Regions from separate parts of the Oryzias latipes genome. Here region 1 is linked to region 2. The links are chromatin contacts, called in public Hi-C maps. All regions are on one chromosome and are shown on one strand. The core of a region is the stretch at or near the end of the contact, and the rest is flanking DNA. Distances in the headings are between cores, read along the strand shown.

Evidence for each region. A called contact is a pair of places that touch in the nucleus more often than the background predicts.
Region 1: a contact with region 2 is called in a Hi-C map of gastrula embryo, with 6 times the contacts expected there. The contact joins the promoter of sh3yl1 here to the promoter of inhbb in region 2. A contact is called at or near these places in 2 of 5 Hi-C or Micro-C datasets (embryo and gastrula embryo).

The regions. Positions count from the first base shown.
Region 1 is chr2:11,155,703-11,162,411 of ASM223467v1, reverse strand. sh3yl1 (SH3 domain-containing YSC84-like protein 1) reads left to right here and starts at 3,199. Exons shown (of 10, transcript XM_004066459.4): 1 at 3,199-3,412. The coding sequence starts at 3,232.
Region 2 is chr2:10,779,288-10,786,492 of ASM223467v1, reverse strand. It overlaps inhbb (inhibin beta B chain), which reads left to right and starts at 1,441. Exons shown (of 2, transcript XM_020707922.2): 1 at 1,441-4,233; 2 at 6,992-7,205. The coding sequence starts at 3,852.

The DNA of each region.
Region 1 (6,709 bases), core at 1,950-4,449, 370 kb before region 2:
CTAACCTGCTGCACCTTCTCTCCATCTCTGTTTCTTTGCCTTTATATAAATTTCCCGCTCCCTCCATTGTGTTTAACATGTTACACAAGTATTCAAACTTTCTTTGTTTGGCCTTTGCCACCTCCACCTTCACATTGTGCTGTATTTCTCTGTAGTCCTGACTGTAACAAGTATCTGAAAAGATATTCGGGATCTGTTCACAAAACAATCAAGTACAAAAATCGGACGTCAGAGATCTCTGATTTGCTATATTTAGAAATATAGTAGAGTATAGTAAAAACGCACTTCAGGCAATGTAGTTGTTGCTGTAAAGTTGCATAATCATGTTGAATTTTAGTTTTTTTGTAAATGAAAAATAATTCCGTTAATAGTTCTTAAAAACTGATTTAAAAAAATATATATAGTTAACTATTTGAATTTAAAAAATATATTAAATTTGAAATATAAAATTATCACAAAAAACTTGTGATCAATTATGCGATGTAATATTTTGCTGACTGCTAGCGTAGTGGAATACAGGAATACGTCTGTAAATGTTCGTCTAAAGCAGGGGTTTGACAGGTTTGACAGGTGACTCCGCCTCAGTCAAAATCAGCTGTTTATATATACGTTACACACACACCATCTGATGATGACTCTGATGAAGACGGAAGACGTCTGTCAGGTATGTGTAAAAACATAACCCGTGTCTGATAACAAAAGAACCAAGAAGTCAGTTAAAATACCGTATTTTCCAGACTACAAGTCGCTCCGGAGTATAAGTCGCACCAGCCCAAAAATGCATTATAAATAGAAAAAAAAACAGTTGCACTGGACTATAATTCGCATTTTGACGGTAAATTTATTTGACAAAATCTGAGACATCCTGTATTTGTAGAATGTAGTCATTTTTATTGCATTTCTGAATCTATGAAATCCTTGGAAAATAGAATATTATGTTGTTAGCCTTCAAGATCTTATTGTAAAAAAAAGTTTGCTGATTCTCTGAGGCACTTAACATATTTCTTAACACTTAACATACCTCATACATCAAATTGACCCAGGAACATCATCTCTGTTCCTCACAAATGAACATAACAGGAGGGTTAACAATGTATTTATTTCAATTTAGTTCTAATACAAGTCGCTGCGGAGTATAAGTCGCACCCCTTGCCAAACTATGAAAAAAAGGGCGACTTATAGTCCGGAAAATACGGTATAAGTTATTTTCCAAAACCACAGAGAGCAGCACAGGGATGAAAGAGCCGCATGCGGCTCCGGAGCTGCAGGCTGCCGACCCCTGGTCTAAAGTGTAGGAGTTTTTGTAATTCCACAAAAATTAAACAATTCAGTTTCTAAAAAAGTCTGTTGGAAACGCTGTTGTCAGTTTAGATTAAAAGACTGTGAGTGTTTTCTATAGTTGTTACAGAGTCATGTTTATTGAGCTGTTATCTTCATTTACTATCTTCTTGTCAACTGTACTCAACAAAACTTTGAGGATGGAAAAACTGTGGAAACATTGTTATGATTTGTTGTTAAATGACACAAAGCAACAGTGAGTTTTACGTCATGTTTACTGCTAAATTTAAATGACTTTTGAGTGTGACATTGTTTAAAGTGATAAAGATTGTTTTCTTTCTTTTAAAGTCTTTGTGTTCCTATCAGTTGTGTTTTGCTAATTCCAATATCCTGTTCTAAATAAAGGAATAAAAGATGGTGATGCAATACGGTTTAATTTTTTTTAACCCAGTAAAAAGGCAAACATATAGCAAACATTCAAATATAATATATTAAACAGTAAGAATTGTGGTTTGATCTGTGAATATTTTATCTTGATTCATGAATCGAATCAGATCAATAGTTAACGATAAATAGCCCTACTCTGTATTTCCTGTCTTCGTGTCCCATTTTTTCTTAGCTGACCTTTTCCTCTTAACACATTCCTGAAATTCTTTATTCCAACATCCAATGTTGCGTTTGAATTCCTTTACTATTCACTACATAGTGCCTTCGCCATTTTGTAGATATGTCAGAATCAACTATTTCAAAATTAAGTGCCCTAGACATTTTACAGAAGTCTCTGCGAAAAACCATCCATACTCACTAGATTGGGAAACATAGACCACAATGCATTGCGTTTGAACAATTCTTGTGGGGAAAAAAAGTATTTTAATGCACTATATGGTTTTTTTAGTAGTTAAAAAGTAAGGAGAGAAAATTATTCAAGCAGCTATTAGTTTGTCTTATTTTATAAAGCAGATCACCTACATAGGTCAGTTTTATTTTTGGTTATGTAAAACCAATCAATGAATTTTGCAAGTAATATTTTTCAACCTTTTTTATACCAAATAATAAAAATAATATCAGTAAAATAGACATATCACTGTTTCATAATAGTTCATAAAATAGCAGTTCATATCAGGCATATTTGTTAAACGGCAGTGAAATTCTGAACCAAATTAATATTTTAGCGTATCGTTACACCCCTAGTAGGTATTCTTTTCTATATTTATCTTCTTTCTCTTTCGGCTTTTCCCATCAGGGGTCGCCACAGCGAATCATCCTTTTCCACCTCACTCTATCATGGACATCTTCTACCCTAACATTAGCCAACTTCATGTCCTCTGTTAAGACATCCATGTATCTCCTCTTTGGCCGTCCTCTTGCCCTCCTGCCAGGCAGCTCCATCTCCAACATCCTTTTACCAATATATCCTTCTTTTCTATATTTATAAATGATAGTTATACATTTACAAAGAATGTCCAAAGAGGTTGTTTTTTTGTTTTTTTTTTCAATCTACGTCGTCTCTATTTCAAATTAAGGCAATTTGATTCAAAGATGACTTAATTCCACCCTATGATGGGCTTGGGCTAATACTAAGTAGTACGTTTATTTATATTATTTTTAGACGAATATTTAAACCTGAACGAATGTTTAGACATTATCGTATTTGCTGAGACACTAGGTCTAGATAAACTTCCAAATGCAGAAATATAAGCCATTTTTATGACATTTATAATTACGGAGGAAGAGTCGAAGTTTTTGTGTGTGCGTATAGATAAGTATTAGTTCCCACGTTTAAGATTTCCAACTTATTAATCGAATACGTGTCGTGTCGTTTTTGCGCCTAGCAGACTGAATTCTGGGGGGGGGGGGACATGGCTTGACTGCTAAATGGCAGTGTAAACGGCTGGGTTACTTGCTCGGGCGTCGTTCGTCTCCCCTGGCAACACGTCGACACCTTCCCCTTTAATGTCCCCACCTGCCTCCACGTGCGCAGGTGTATCAGCGACTAATTGTTCCTGTTCAGGAGGAAGGCGTAACTGTTCGAGTTTCCGGCCAGCTCGTGAGGCGGAAGTGCAAAGAGAGATAGTTGCGCAGCTCACCTGGCGGCAGGTAAACACGCAAAAGCGACTGAACAAAGGAAAGAGAAGTAAGTAAAATTTGACAAAACGTCGAAGTGGGGGAGTTTTGTGTTATTTTAGCCTGTTTGTGTATTCTGTCCGCGCGCTATTCTCTCTTTTGAATGCTCCATTACACCTGCGAGTGCTGCGTTCACTGACAACGGAGGACTGTTGTTTTTGTCACTTTCTTAATCAGTGTGCATCGACTATAAATGGTTTCTTTAAAACTAAGTTAAGAAAAATAACTTATTTATATTAAAAAAAAATTTTTTTTTTCTGTGATTAATTCTCTGAAAATGTGTGGTTGGTAAATTGTGAGGTTTAAAGTTTTAAGTTGAATCTTTTTATGTTTGCTTGATAATTTCTTTATTTGTATTTAATCAAGTAATTTCAGTAAATCTTGTCTATCCTATTAAATAGATAAGAACAGAAATTCAAGACACTACTTTGTTTTATAAACCACACTTTACTGTCTTGAAATGTAATCCTTTAATCAGCAGAGCTGTGACAAATTATGGTTTATTTTATAATGAGATCATGTGGTGGGTTGCTGAGTCACAGAACTTGCTCAAATGAGAGAAAAGCTAAACATGTGACTGTGTAACAAATAGTGGTCATCATCCCACCCCACAGTGGTGTGACATTGGGATGTGTTGCTGCTGTCATGTGTGTGGAATGTGCTGCTCCAGCATGAGGCTTGTTGGAATGTCGGCAAGCCGGTGTCTCGCTATCACTGGAACAGTAGGTCGAGGAGCAAGGAATGTTTTCTAGGGAAATCTGAGTTTCTTAGAAAATCTTGTGGTTTTAGTTAAGCGGGACTTTATGAGATGGTGAGTCACTCTTTCTGTTATCAGATTTTTTAAATCTACTGAATTAAAATTACGGCAGTCTAAATACTAATACACTTTTTTAAAGCTGTAAAAAAAAACATATATATTGTTAATTATCAGCGTATTTAACACTGCAACTATATCTTATGGACGCATTTGTGTCTCATAATTCAAAATAAAAGTCAATACCGGAATTGCTTTTTCATTTTCACAATGAAGCTGCATTCTTTGAATCAAGAATTAAATGAAAAATACGCGCAGTAGTAACAAAAGAGGAAGAGTGAGCACTAACGTCATCGCCAGCCTCCACCCTGGAACTGCTGACTGGAAATGATTTATGCGGCAGTTTTTGTGCGGTGGATGTCAAAAAAAAATGCAATCCCCTCTTTGTATTATTATTGTAATTATGTCACAGAATGAGTGGTGTTGAAGTAGAAAATGAAAAAGCATTTTGGAGGGTTGATTTTTAATTTCACTTTTGAGTCTTGATGCAGTTACATTGTGAAAATGAAAAAGCATTTCTGTTAATCCATTTCAATTGTCAAATTAGATATTTCTAATTGAATTTTGCTACACATTTATTAGAGAACTTTTTGAAAATGAAATGTCAAATACCATTTTCATTATCATTTTAATTAAGAGTCAGAATGAGGTGCCTGAATGGTTCTTGCTTCAAAAATACATTAAAAACCTGCCACAGCGAACCTGCCTGACAGGTCTAAGGAGAGTGCTTGTATATGCCTAAGAGGCTTTACTTCATTCTTTCTGACGGTCTGCACTGCAGCTCTGCATCTCAGTTTTCTCACACGGGTTAGCAAACACATATTTTCCCATCTAATCACCACACGGGGGTATTTTCCACAGCGTTGTACACGTCACTCTTATCCATCAGGTCACTAAAGTAAAATGTTTTTGTGTGAGGTGCAGCCAAACTTTCGCTCAACTTGCCTTCAGCATTTTGACTGTCATCATGGCCCCACCCACTTTAATGTGAGCCTGTCCACAATCGGTGGAGATGTAAAACGATGGGCTAGAAATGTATGTTAAAACTGAATAGAATTTAAGTGATTGACATGTCTGAAACGAAACACCAAAATCTGCGCTTTTCTATAGTGCCGGTAGTTGTGCACGCAAAGTTACCGATAGCAACTTGGCAGTTTCAGTACCTAACCCTAAGTAAAACTGAGTGTTACATGTCTCGTTAAGCTCTGTAATAAAAAAAAAATAACCCTGAAGCTCATAAGTGAACTGACACAAGATGGATCGTTAGGGCTGCACGGTATGAAGAAAACTCGCGATATCAGTGATTAATATTGTGATAACGATATAATTTGCGGTATATAAACAATTAGCAAAACAACCAAAAATATTATTCCCATTCCATTACAACAGCTTAAAAATTATACTACAAATGACTCTTGTTGACGTAGGAGGCGAACATACAACATAATAGGGCGCCATCCGATTAGTTAACAACGTGAAGGGGTCCATCTGATTGGTCAAATGCAGAAAGGGTTTCCTTCAATCCATTAAACACTTCAAGCTGCTATAAGATTGTTTGGCCACATCTAAGGTAACCATTTATTGCAAATTTGCTGTCTTTTGCGATATGCATATTGCAAAGCTTGATATTGCGATAACTATAAATTTGCGGTATATTGTGCAGGCCTAGTTCTCGTGACATCCTGTTGTTTTGGTATAGAGCTGCTGAAAGAGGTTTGGTGTGGGGTGCTGCCAGCTAGCGGTTGGAGTTTTAAGTTGCAAACAAAAGTAAGAGACTGAACCATACGTTTGCTTATAAATCATGAATTGAATATCGTTTTGTCAATGAGACATCGTGATATTTCTCATAATCTATTTTCTTTCTTTTCTTTCTTACACCTCTACTGCATAAATCAGCTGATTCTGGCATGAAAAAAGTGGCTTTGCACCGCAATGCCACACTTTACATTACAGTTTTTCTCCATTGGTTTGGCTCATTTCTTGAAACAGAAATTACATTCTGAAAACTCTAAGATCATTTGGCAAAACAGTCTTACAGTTCAGCCCAACACAATAGCTCACTTGCAAAATCTAATATATCTCCCAAAACTGTTCACTCATGCTCCAAACTAAATTCCTTTCCCATGTAAAGAGTCAGTGCCACCAAAATGGCAAAGATTCTTCTCAATTGCTTTGGCTAATTTCTTGAAGCAGACCGGACGTTCTCAACACTCTTGGTGCTTTTGCCAAAATAATGTGGATGGTTCAGCACAACGCCATGGTTCTCCTGCAAAAGCTCATATCTCTCCCAAAACAATTCACTCATGTGTCAAATCTAAATTTCCTTATTCAAACAGTCAGTGCCCTCAAAATACTTTGTCCCTTTCACATTGTGTAAGCACAGCAAGTCAAAATGATTAGATGTTTTGTCACTACAGCAGAGAACCATTGAAATAACCCTCGTGTCCACCTTTCAGTCTTAGCTCAGTCCTTTATTGACAATGGTTACTGTAC
Region 2 (7,205 bases), core at 192-2,691:
GATAGATGACTTTATTAATCCCACAATGGGGAAATTTAATTTATCTGTGACAGCAACACGGCATTCAGAAATAATCTATATAATATAACATCAATAAAGGACATCACATTGACAAATGACAAATGACATTTATATTAAATAATTAAAAATATTACTAAAATTATTATGAAAAAATTATTATCAAAAATTAGATTCTTATTAAATAAAGAAATAAATATTAAATATTAAATAAATACAGCTGCAAAAGTGTAAAAAACATGCGGTCTGCAAAACATGTAAACTGTAAAAAAACATTACAAATTTTTTCAAAATACAGAAATAACTAATGAAGTTCACACCAAAAACAAAAACAAACAACTGTTCAGGAATAAAAATATATGCTGTATACATTTTCTTTTTACTCTGATGTATGAAAGTTACTTTATGTGTGTGAATGATAACGGTTACGATTTCCTTGGCAGTATGAGTGTAATGTGTGCTGGTAAACCTAAGAGGCTACTCTTAACCTAAAATCCTTTTTCTTTTTTTCCGTTTTATACAAAACTGTATTCTGTTAACTATACATAAACAGTACAGTAAACATTGTCAATGGTTCAACATTGATGGTAATGTTGATCAATTTCTATGTTTCTGACAGACCTTTCCTTAATTTCTCCCTCTTCGCAAAAGGTTTGGACCAGGGGTCACCAACCCTGTGCCCGCGGGCGCCAGTGCACCCCTTGTGGCGCCCGCAGGGAATGCACCCAAAAAAAATATATTTTTTTTTTTTATTGAAGCAAATATTCAACAAACAACCACGGCATGTCTGTCAATGACAACAATATCAATTCTGAGATAAAGGTAGACAAAGAAAACCATTAATGTGAGGATTAATATTCCTGTCTGTTTTTATTTACATTTATGTTTAAAAAGTTAAAATAAAGTTAAAGTTTTAAAGGTTTAAAAGTTTATTTTTAGTGTGTTCAATAAATATTTATCTTGTCCGGCTGCAACCTAAAGTCTGTTTTGAAATTAGGCTCCCTCTGCAACTGAGTTTGACACCCCCCCCCCCCCCCGTAATACGAGTCTAGAAAATTCATGCATGTTTTTGTGTGTAAAATGAGCAAATAAAAATAGGGCACACAAAAGGAAGTCCTCAAATTGTGTTGTTTTTTTTTGGGGGGGGGGGGGGCTAGGAGGTTTTTAGTGGCGCCCTTCATACCACTTGGTGCCCATGAAATAGCCCTCGGTCTCAAAAAGGTTGGTGAACCCTGGTTTGGACACCCTGTGTGAAGTAACCCTTGTGCTATCCTGGGCACTTTAACATTGGGAGTTGGGTCATCTAGACCCACTAGACAGTGCTCTGAACCTTTTTTCTTCAATGATTTGTGATCTTCACTGGTGTCCATGGATTACATGAAATATTTCCACCTTTATCCACCTTTGTCATGGTAGGGAGAACATGTCAATGTAAGGGTGGGGTCATCTAAGATAGCACAAGGGACAAACAGTAGAAAGCTCAGTTTACCAGCTTCTTGAGGCGCTCACTGATGCATGTTGTAGTTTGCGTGTTTGGATCAAAGATGGCGCCATTTCCCCACTTTTCACCCTGATGTCAGGATCCGGAGCCGCTGGAGTGTTTAGGAGTTCACTTCCTCAACTTTTAACCTTGCATCTTAAATCTCTGAGCCAAAGAGTTTGCCATCATGAGGATTCAGACGCCTTGTGTTGTTGGAGGAGTGTGCCGGCGGTGGAGGTGGCGGGGGGTCTGGACTCCTCAGTCAAAGCAGTCAGCAAGGGTCAGAGGTCGACGCAGCTCTCGTGCCGTGATGGCCGGATTTGGTTTTGCAGTTTTTACTAACAAATGTCTGGAACGTCAAGCAGTGTCACTCGACCTCAGCGGGTCGGATCGTGTTGCATGAAAAAACGCACCGGGACATTTGAATATGGAGATCGTCCGGCCTGAGAGCTCCAGATTCAGGGCCTTTGTCGCTTTGTCATGTTTTAGTTTCAATCAAACTCTGACATGGGGAAACAGCGGGAAGTTACATCCTTTTCCAACAGACAGGGGAACTTTGAAGGACGCATATTAAAATCAAAAGAATGAATATTGCAATTGGTGCCAAACTGTAGCTGGAATAGGGTTGACGCAGAAGCTTCATGACTGAGTTTCCGGGAACTTTACTCCACAGTTTGGAAAATATTACAAAGCCAATTCCCCTTTCTAATATTTGGGAAAAGCTTTTTTTTTTTTTTTTTTATCTTATTTGTCCGTTTTGTAAATAAAAGCCACACAGCCACCTCTCATGCCCCAGTGATCAGACACTGCACCTTAATTTCTCCGCTTTTTAACTTTTGGATTTTCAAACTAAATCCTTATTGTTTGTTTGTGTCATTTTATTAAAGACAAGTGTTTCTAAACTGGAAAATGTAGTAATAACTAGACCAAAACTTTTTTTACAGTTCAAGTTGCTTTTTAGTTTTTGCATAAATGAAAAAATGCATAACCAATGTATATTTTGCACTGTAAAGCTAAATGTGATTTGCCTCCTCAAGAAAATTGAAATCTGAAAGTATTAAGGTTCAAATCTGAAAAGCTTCTCTTTCTTTTTTTTTTAAAAATAACCTCAATGTCAGCCAGTCTCATTAAATCTGGAGGCTGAGTGTAGTAACCTTGTCAGAGATAAATCAAATTTCTTTGTTACTATTCTTTCCCCCCAAATATAGTAAATTCACAAACAAAATAAATGTTCCAAGAGCAGAAGGATTTTAACAGTTGCTACTCTGCACAGTTTTGTCATTTTCACAATGCAGAATTTGGATTTCATTTGTCCCATAGCAGACATCAGCATCAGCAGGAGTTTTGTGCTAGAAAGTTGAACTTAAAATATGTGTTAACAAATAAAGATTTTTTTCCACTGATTATTAAAAATGAACAACTCCCAAAGGATATTGACGTCTGCAATTTAACTGCCATTTGAGGGCGCGTTGGTAATGCCAAACTCTGGCCTTACGGAAAGGTTCAAATCCCAGCTGGGACCTTTCTGTGTGGAGTTCTCCTTGAGCGTGTGCGGATATCCCCCACTCCGGCTACCTCCCACAGTCCAAAAACATGCTTCATAGGACCTGTTTAGGGTGTATCCTGCTTTTGCCCAACAGTAGCTGGATAGGCTCCAGCAACTCCGTGACCCTGACAAGGATTCTGCAGGTTCTGAGGATATTTCAGAGCTTCTCACACAGACATTGTACACCACTGTTTTCCTGGCAGTTGATCATGCGCGCCGGTGTTTGTTGTGTGACGGGGGTGTGGCTCCACGCACACGCTCAGGCTGACAGCGAAGGGGTTCCTCAGGGAGAGCTGCTTTGCCCCGCCCACAGTGTAAAGTATAAAACTTTTGGGTGCGCAACGCCTCGAGTCTTACAAAACGCCAGGATGGAGACGCTCCTGCGCGCGCTTTCTGGCACAGCTCCCTCTTCTCCTCCTTCTCTTCATCAGACCGGGATTTCCCACCCGGGACGCTCAGGCTTGTAGAGACAGAGAGAGAAAAAAAACACAAGTGAGGAAGAGGATGGTGCCTGTGCACACAGGATGCTGTTGCGGAATTTGGATCTGGTTCTGTGGAATAATATGTTGACAGATCCGGACGACTGATGGTTTTGCTGAGGATGAGCATCCACATAACGATGTAATTTCCCAGTTTTCTGCGCGCACAGATCTTTGAGTGAAGCTGCATCCGAGTGCGTGAGAGCCGAGCGGCGCGCGCTCCGCATGGAGACGGCGCGGCTCTGAAGGATCCCTTTTTTCTGTCTGTTAATGACTTTGACTCTGGGAGCAGAAAGAAAACCTGCCTCCACTCTTTCTCACACAGAAAATGAGTAGCTGTCCCCTCCGGCTGGCTCTCCTTGTGGCTTGCGTCCTCTATATTCGCTGCACCACTGCGCCCGGCACCGAGGCTCCCCGGGGCGCGTGTGCGTCCTGCGCCGCCGCTCGGTCCGAGGACGCCGAGTCGGGGCGCGTGGACGGGGACTTATTAGAAGCGGTGAAGAGACACATTCTGACCCGACTGCAGCTGCGGGAAAGACCAAACATCACGCACCCTGTGCCTAAAGCCGCCATGGTGACTGCGCTGCGGAAGCTCCATGCGGGGAAGCTACGCGAGGACGGCAGGGTGGAGATCCCGGACCTGGATGGGCATCCGATGAGCAACGAGGTTCTGGAGGAGAGCTCAGAGATCATCAGCTTTGCGGAGAAAGGTGCGTCATGGAGACATTTAAATTGTCCCTTTTACGTTTTTTTTATTTTAAACTCACGCGTCAGGTTCGCGCTGCAACAGAGACAAAGGAGATTAGAAAAGCTGTTGAGAGAAAACGCTTTAGATTGATCCTTCATGATAAGGCTTCCTGACAGCCGGCGCACTGCAGGCAGCAATGCAATAGACTGGACACTTGTTGTTCTGGGCACATATCGTATAAAGTAATATTAAATCTGAAGTTGACGCGCGCAGTCGTGCGCTCAAGCAAAACAAACTACAGCCGAATCTGTGCGTTATTTGGTATTTGGGCCCCTACTGCTGGGTCCTTTTCTCATTTTTTGTTGATATTTTAAAGCATTAAAAACAAAGATTCAGTTTAATCTGAAACAAAGTCAGGAAGTTTCTTCTGGATGCCAAACGGAGAGCTTAGGAGTTGGAGCGGCTCTCCGCGTCCCAGCACAGAGACGCACCTCACCCGGCCCGGAGAGGCTGAGGAGGCAGGAGGTGGTCAGTGATGTCTGCTTGTTCCCACGTGTGGGGTGTGAGCGCGCGTGATTTTTATTTTTTTGGTTGGAGTGTTTTTGCACTATTGCGCGCGTCTGTTTCAGAGCTTGGAGCGTTTTCTTTGGGTTGCGCAGCCTGAATGCTGAATGCAGATTGACGGGATGCTTTTGCCTTTGTGGCCTTAAAAAAAGAATCATGTTCGTGCACAAAAGGCAGGAAAGAATCAGTCAAACATTAGCGCCCAACATTAGGAACCAAAAGCTGATAAATCTGGACGCGTTCTTCTCCAAAATCAGCATTTTGTCAAATCGAATTTTTCTCAGGATAAAAACGTTGAACTTTTGCAGAAGTTTTCCTCTTGGCTCAAACTCTACCATTTTTTTTCCACGCATGAAATTTCTCTGAGATGTGTTTGAAAAGGAACTGTTCACATGTAAAATGTAAGCAATAAAAATACCTTAAGGCTCTGTCTGTGGATGTTCGCAACTCAACCCAAAGCTCTTGTTTTCTTTAATGTCAACATTTTCCAGAAAACAACTTTAGATTCGGCTCATTGTCTTCACTCTGATGGAGCTGCCAGGCTCAGCTTCTGCTAAGTTCTGGCCTTGGAAAAAGGGATGCCAGATTGATTGCTGTTTTAGTCTAGTTTTGGCACATTGAGCCTCGGATGGGCCGCCTTGGGGTCGTGTGAGGTGAGCCGAATAAGGATCATGTGCAACTTTTGGTTGGGACTGGAACTGATTTATTTCAAGCAATCAGAATGAAAAATACTAAAGAAGGCAACAAAAGCAATCTATACCTATACATAGATGTATCAAACTTTAGATGAATAATCATGAATTCATTGGAAAAATAAAATAGAGGATGCTTAAACATCCAAATACATGTGTTAATGATATCACTAATCAATAAATTGACACATTTGTAAATATAAATTCAATATTTGACACTTTGTATCGATTAAATGTTAAGTCTGTCAAAAGGCGTTGCTTGAAAAGCAGTTTTTGACCCTTCATCATATAAGGTTCATAAAAAATTGGAATCATCTTACAAGCACAAATTTCAAACTAATAAAGTATTTACCTTGATTTATTTTCCATCAACATCCAAAAAGACTCAGTGTTGATGCAGAATTCATGAGAAAAAAACAGAATCATTTTGAGGATGTGAAGAGGAAGGGAGCAGCTCTCTTGTCCAGGATGAGATTTAAAGCGAGCAGCATGCGTGTTCAGAGATCAGACTAAAGCGTCCCTTGTTGTAAAGCTTTTGAGAATCTGTTGTATTTTGAAATTTGCAAGACATTTCTGCACATTGGAGCCTGAACCTGCTCCAATGTTCCTCCCCTCCACAACCATAGGAAGGTTGATGCAGACTCAGAAACCTTCTCACCTTTGAATGACGAGCCATGAAATTCCATAAATCCTCCATTGTCCATATTTTGCCATGATCACGGGCCCTTACATGAGTTCTGAAAGTTCCAACATCTGATCTTCTTCATCTGACAACTTGTCGGCGACTTCCTGCGTGTCGTCTTTGCCTTTAAGTCCTGAACATTAGAAACGCAGAAATACATCAATGAAGCAGAATTACGTTTATGTTCTCGCAGAGAGAGAGAGAGTGGATTTAGAGCTGCAGGGGGGAGTGTTAAAGGGGTACACAATCTCTGGAGGGTCTGGAAGAAGGGAAGGATTCAAAATGTCCTGGTGTTTCTTCCACAAGCCCAATAGGTGATGTTTCTTGAAGCAATGATTTCACACTCTAAAAACTTCATGGTTAAAAAAAACAACCCGATTTAGCTAAACTCCTAGGTTAAAAACTTTTTGGTGGGTTTTAACTCTGGAAAAAAAAGGATAAAGTTGATTAAAATGAAACCCTGCGATAGACTGGCGACCTGTCCAGGGTGCCCCCTCCCTGGATAGGCTCCGGCAGCCCCGTGACCCCGAAAGGGAATAAACAGAAGAAGATGAATGAATGAATGAAACCAAATCTAATCTAACTCCCCAAAATTGGTATTACTCCAAAACGTTACCAAAAAATAAATCCCAACACGAATAATCCAAAAATTGGGTTGAAGAAACAACCCAAGTATTTTAAGATTTCGTGTTTAGGTACGATTTTCGACTCAATCCGCTATCATTTCCACATGTTTGGGTTAATTTCATGGGGTCTTAGGTCTTCTCCTCCTTGTAGCAGACATGATACACCAGCTCTACTGTCTGATGTTGTTGTTGAGGTGTTTGTCTTGTCCTTCTCAGATGACCTGGTCACATCTAAGTCCAGCCTGTTCTTCCTGATCTCCAGCGAGGGAAACCAGAACCTCCGGGTGATCCAAGCCACCCTGTGGCTCTACTTTAAGCTGCTGCCTTCTCCGACAGAGGAGCGCGGCAAGCGGAAGGTGACGACGAAAGTCTACTACCAGGAGCCCGGCCTCGGCAGCAAGTGGAACCTGGTGGAGAAGCGGGTGGAGCT